2 separate regions of the Rattus norvegicus genome follow, and region 2 is linked to region 1. A link is a contact called in public Hi-C data. All regions are on one chromosome and are shown on one strand. Each heading gives the region's core, a stretch centred on a gene start, on an enhancer-like site or on the middle of the called end of the contact. The rest is flanking DNA. Distances are from core to core; before and after follow the strand shown.

What was found. Hi-C and Micro-C count contacts between places; a contact is called where the count stands out from the background.
Region 2: a contact with region 1 is called in a Hi-C map of Schwann cells, with 9 times the contacts expected there. The contact joins the enhancer-like site here to the promoter of Klhdc10 in region 1. A contact is called at or near these places in 4 of 12 Hi-C or Micro-C datasets (the A7r5 cell line, the Rat2 cell line, Schwann cells and 1 more).

The regions. Positions count from the first base shown.
Region 1 is chr4:59,987,465-59,990,164 of GRCr8, forward strand. It overlaps Klhdc10 (kelch domain containing 10), which reads left to right and starts at 1,307. Exons shown (of 9, transcript NM_001017456.1): 1 at 1,307-1,537. The coding sequence starts at 1,381.
Region 2 is chr4:60,586,395-60,589,094 of GRCr8, forward strand. No RefSeq gene overlaps it. Among named protein-coding and RNA genes, the nearest start is that of Mir3556a, 30 kb to the right of the region's middle. Within about 2 kb of position 1,282, at least 7 of the 93 cell types and tissues checked have an H3K27ac peak or open chromatin away from gene starts, as enhancers often do. A contact at or near this core is called in the A7r5 cell line and Schwann cells, where this site is marked.

The DNA of each region.
Region 1 (2,700 bases), core at 57-2,556:
CGCTGGTTTCCTCTTTTTTCAGATGTCAAACATTTCAATAAACTGTATTATAATGCATAGAGGATAAAATACTAATTTTCCTACAGAAACTGGGTGTGGGGACAAAACCAAAATCTCCTGGCGACAAGAAATTTGCTGAGGTCAAAGGGTATTTCTGGTCTCAGCATTCTCTCCTTCTCCACCCCAATCCTTAAAAAAAAAAAAAAAAAAAAAAAAAAAATCCAACGTGTGAGGTTCTCATGTGTGAAACATCAAGAGGGTCAGCTAATCTTGAAAGGTTTTGTCCCCCTTGAGAAAATTATGTTTTTTCCTTATTTGGAAACAGCAATGTGTATCTGCATTTTCCCACTGTGCACTGCGCCTCCCCGAGTCCTAAGCCAAATTTTCTGTTTAATTTTGAAACGATAGGAAGTTCTGATCTTTACATTTTAAAATCACATCGTCCGTTTCATTTTCTGTCGTTGTGTATATTGTAAAACAATTGAGGTTTTTTTTTGTTTTGTTTTTGTGAGTAGAAACATTTACATGATCGTTGGTCATTTATGAGAGTATCTTTTTCTTTCTTTCTTTCTTTTTTTTTTTACAGAAGCTGTGTGATATTTAAAGATCTTCATTGATGTATGTGAAGCCTGAAAGGTTTCTTACTGGAATTTTCATTTGTGTTTCTATGATTACTCTAAGATCGAACAGTTTTCGGTATTTGCTAATCAGGTTTGCTCTTGACGTGGCTTACGACGGCGAAGAGTCCCGGCAGTGCCACTATGAAACAAAACAAATGATGAAAGCCGGGAGTTTTTTTAGATTTCATCTGACTCCGCCCCTCCGCCCCCACCTCCCGTGAGCCCTTTGTGTGTGGCAACAGTCCGCAGACCGGGTCTCAGTCGGCATAGCTGCAGACAGATGTACCTACACCAAGTACATGCATTGTGTACATATGATACTTCTAAATACAATGCTTATGGGCAGAGTTCCGGAGTACCGACCATGCCGGGGCAGCGGCCCTGCTTGGGAGTCTCCTCAGGCGTAGCCTCCTCACTCGGCTTTCGACTGTCTGGTCTGAGCACCCAGCCTCCCAGCTAAGCGGGCTAGCTCCTGAGAATTGGTGCGCTCAGTGAGCGGCTGTTTATGCCTTTCTCCCCCCCACCTCTTTTAGCTATAGCTATGGTTACCACGTCTCTCCCCGCCTCCCTCCACCTGCCAAGAAAACGACTGCCCATTGGTTCTATGTCACCAAGGCGGCCAGCCATTGGTTGCTGGTGAGCTCGGCGCTCCCCCGGCCCCTGTCTCCCGGGTCTCTTGAGGAGCCCGGGAAGGAGGCTCGGCTCGCGCTATCGGGGCAGGGGCTTGCCGGGACCGGGCTGCGGCAATCGTTAGCGGGCCATGTCGGCTGCCCAGGGCTGGGACCGGAACCGCCGGCGGGGAGGAGGCGCAGCCGGCGGGGCCAGCGGGGTTAGCGGGGCCGGCGCGGCCGGCGGGGGTCGGGGCACCGGACAGCTCAACCGATTCGTGCAGCTCTCCGGACGTCCGCACCTGCCAGGTGAGTGGTGGGGCCGCTGCCGGCGAGAAGGTGGCGGCCGCCGGGCTCTGCTGCCCCTCGGACACACAGCCGAGGACAGGGAAGCAGAGCACCAGGAAGGTGGCGTTGAGGTCAGGAGGGGAACCGGAGCACGCCTGAAGAAAAGTCTCACTATGTCGACAGCTCGGTGATGAGAGTTGTATTTTCCTCCCGAAGGAGAGGTCGCTGTCTCTTTGACATTCCCAAATGTTTCACTTCCCCGGTTCCTAATCTTTTCCCCTTCCGCAGATTGATGTTGTGAAAGAAAGACATTGGTGTTTTGGTGTGTAAAATTATTTCAAAAGGAGTGCCAAATTAAGGAGAGGAAACAAGAGCAATATAGGAGTGATTTTGTTTGAAAGAAAAAAAAAAAGCCAACCAACTGTAAGAGTTGGTTGGGTGTTTTGAAATGGAATGAGCATGTGAAAGTGTGTGTGTGTGTGTGTGTGTGTGTGTGTGTGTGTGTGTGTGTGTGTGTTGGCTAGGGAGTATATGGGAAAGAAAACCAAGAAGATTAAGGGAAACGGTTGAATCAGTAATATTTGGGGATGTACAGAGACAGAATGGATAATAGTGTCTAGATTTTAAAAGGGGGAAATGAAGATTATGAATATAAAGAAATGAAATGATGTTATCCCGGTATCAAAACTGAAAATTGGGAAAATATACCTATTGCTATATTTCATGTTTTGGTCTTTGAGTTCACATGCCTTAAAAAAATAAAAAGCCCAAAGTCAAATCTATATGTGTGTAAACAGTTGTGAAAAGCATACACATTTTCAGTCTGTTAAAAGGATGGTAATCCTGCACAGAATGTCAATCATATTGGGCAATCGTGTTTTTCTTTTCTTTTCTTTTTTTTTTTTACCGTGAAGAGAATTGTCAGGAATGATGTATTAGACCTTCGCCATGTTTTTTTTTGTATGTGTGACTAATGTTAAGTTGATTGTATCAGTGATATATTTGTCTAGATAGTTTTGAGAACCTAATTTTTTCTGAATTGTGTTTACTATTGTGACATGTTCTCCTAGGTAGTAAAAAAGTCAGTTGATTAATTTGAAGATAACAAAGGGGATTTTATTTATTCAAAAAGACAATTTCTGATATCTGTGTTATGGTTTTTTATGTGTACCAGAAATGTTCAT
Region 2 (2,700 bases), core at 32-2,531, 600 kb after region 1:
TATAATTTTAAATAATATTCATGTCTAATTTACATTTGTGAAGTTAGGTCCCATTGACCACAATAAGCCTTTAAAATCATACCCAAGCTTTAGAAGACCTGGGTATGTATACCCTTAGCTATGTGTGGCTTCTCTGACAACCAGAGCAGAAGAGTTTTAATAATATTTGTGATTGAATTTAAGGTTTAATTCCACAAATTACTTTAAAATAGGACTTTTTCCAAATGTGTGTGTGTGTGTGTGTGTGTGTGTGTGTGTGTGTGTGTGTGCATGTGTGTATGAGAGAGAGAGGGTGAGGGAGAGGGAGAAGAAGGGGAGAGAGGGGGGAGGAGGGAGGGATGGGAAGAAGGGAGGAGGGATGATGGGGCATGTCTGTGCCACAGTGGCTGGTAGAGGCAGGACAATCTCAACTGTTCAGAGCTTCAGAAGCCAGGCTCGCTGGCTGGAGTGTCCCAGGATTCTCCTGCCTCCAGCCCCCATCTTAAAGGAGGCACACCAGGGACAGATGTGCTACTGCACCAGCATTTCATGGGCTTTTGGAACCCAAGCTCGGGTCCTCACATTTGTGCACCAAGTCCTTTTCACACACAGAGCCATCTGTTCTGCCCTAAAAATTCCGATTTGATGAGGTATAGCTTATGCAGAGAAATATGTAGACGTGAGTACACATTGAGAACTTTTGCCAAGTGTGTGTGTGTGTGTGTGTGTGTGTGTGTGTGTGTGTGTGTGTGTGTGTGTGTGGCTATGAAGCAGCTCTTGAATCAACATAGAAAACATTTCCACCGTCTTCCAGAATTTCTTTGTGCTGCTTCCCAGTAAACTCTCCCCACACAGAGTAACTCATCACCAGAGATTGGCTTACCTATTGGTGAACCTCGTGGGGAAGGACTTACAGGGTGAGCCCCCTTTGTGACTGGTTTCTTCACTCAGCTTATACGTGGCAGTAATTTCACAGGCCAGGTTGGCTATGCTAAGGCCAAAGCCCCTGCAAACAAGATCTCTGGGCCTACGAGGCTCTCTCTGCAGGAGATTAGCATCAACCTGGTAGACTGCCTGTGATCTGTAGGTGGGATCTGTCCTCACTGCTGTAGATGGATGTCATCCTAGGAGCGAGGCTTACATCGCACAAAAATGCAGAGGTAGGGCACCTCTTTTCCTCAGCTAGGACAGCCCCTGCTTCCTATCCCTGGGTCTGCCATCTCCAGGGCTTAGAGAACCAACACTCCCCACCCCCACCCTGCTTTCCAAGCCTTAGGAATCAGGCTGAGTTAGAGGCAGCAGCTTTCCTATGTCCCCATCTTGTGGCCACCAGATGTCAGGACTTCTCAGTCGCCATAATGCTCAGAGTCACAACAGACTCTGGCTTTCTCTTCCTCTCTCTACCCACGTCAGCTACATTACATCGACCCACCTCTCCATCTCTCCTCTGTCTCCTGCCAGCCACCTATCTATTATCTATCCAATCTATCCATATGTATACAACATCTCTTCCCACCTTTCTGGATGACTGACTAATGCGTCTTCTGGAGACTTCTCTGCACTGTCGTACACACCAGGAATCCGTTCCTTTTCACTGGTGAGTATTATATCACTGTTTCCTCATTTGTCCGATGAACATTTGGGTTATTTTTACCTTGTTTATTATGAATAAATATGCCATAAACATGTGGCTAAGTCATTTGGGGAAGATGGAATTCCATTTCTCTTGGGGACGTGCTGTAGAATTGCTCCACCCCATGGTAGGTGATGATTGACACATTTTTTGAAAGTTGGTCTCAGTTTTAACTTTGAATCAGTAGTTAATGCATGCACTTGTCTAATGTGCTTATGTGCATCCTAAGCACATGCGAAGCGGCATGCTCATGATTCCCTCACTAACAATGATGTTGATCTCTTCTCAGGTACTTACTTGACCAACCGTTCCCTTATCCTATTTTATGAAGTGTTTTCCCAAATAGCTTGCACATTCTAATTCGGGTAATCGTTTATTAATGTTGCATACACTCTGTAAATTCAATTCTGAAGGTAATTCTTTAATTAGTCAGATCCATCTATTGATTATCTATCTATCTATCTATCTATCTATCTATCTATCTATCTATCTATCTATCTATCTACCAGCTATCAAACATACATTTTTACACAATCTATAGTCTGTCCTCCATGGCTTCCTTTTTAAATTTTGGAATAGTCTAGAGCTATACAATTCCACCAATGGGGGTTTCTGTAATATTCCACCTTCTCTTGGTTTCCTCTGTGAGTTAATACTTCAAGTTTTCCTCACACGTGGAGGTTTTCCACTTATCTTACCATTGACGTCTAACTTCATTTGGCTGTGGCCAGGCAGCATGGCTACCCCAGCAAGTCAGTCAGCATCCTGTGATCTACCATCATAGTCAACATCTGTGTGTGTGGTGAGAACATTTAAGATCTTCTCTCAGCAAGTTTCTGATGTGCAGCCGAGTAGTCACTACAGCAGCCATGCTGTTGGCTGGCTCTCCGGAACTTTCTTCCTGTCTTTTAACCAACAGCCCACGTCTCCACCATCTTTGCAGCTCCTAGCAATCACCACCCTACACTCTGCTTCTCTGCTTCCATCGAGTGTAGATTCTGCATATAAACGAGCACACGGCTGTGCTCATACCTCTGTGTCTAGATCATTTCTCTCAGTACAACGTCCTCCAGGGAAACCTTGTGACA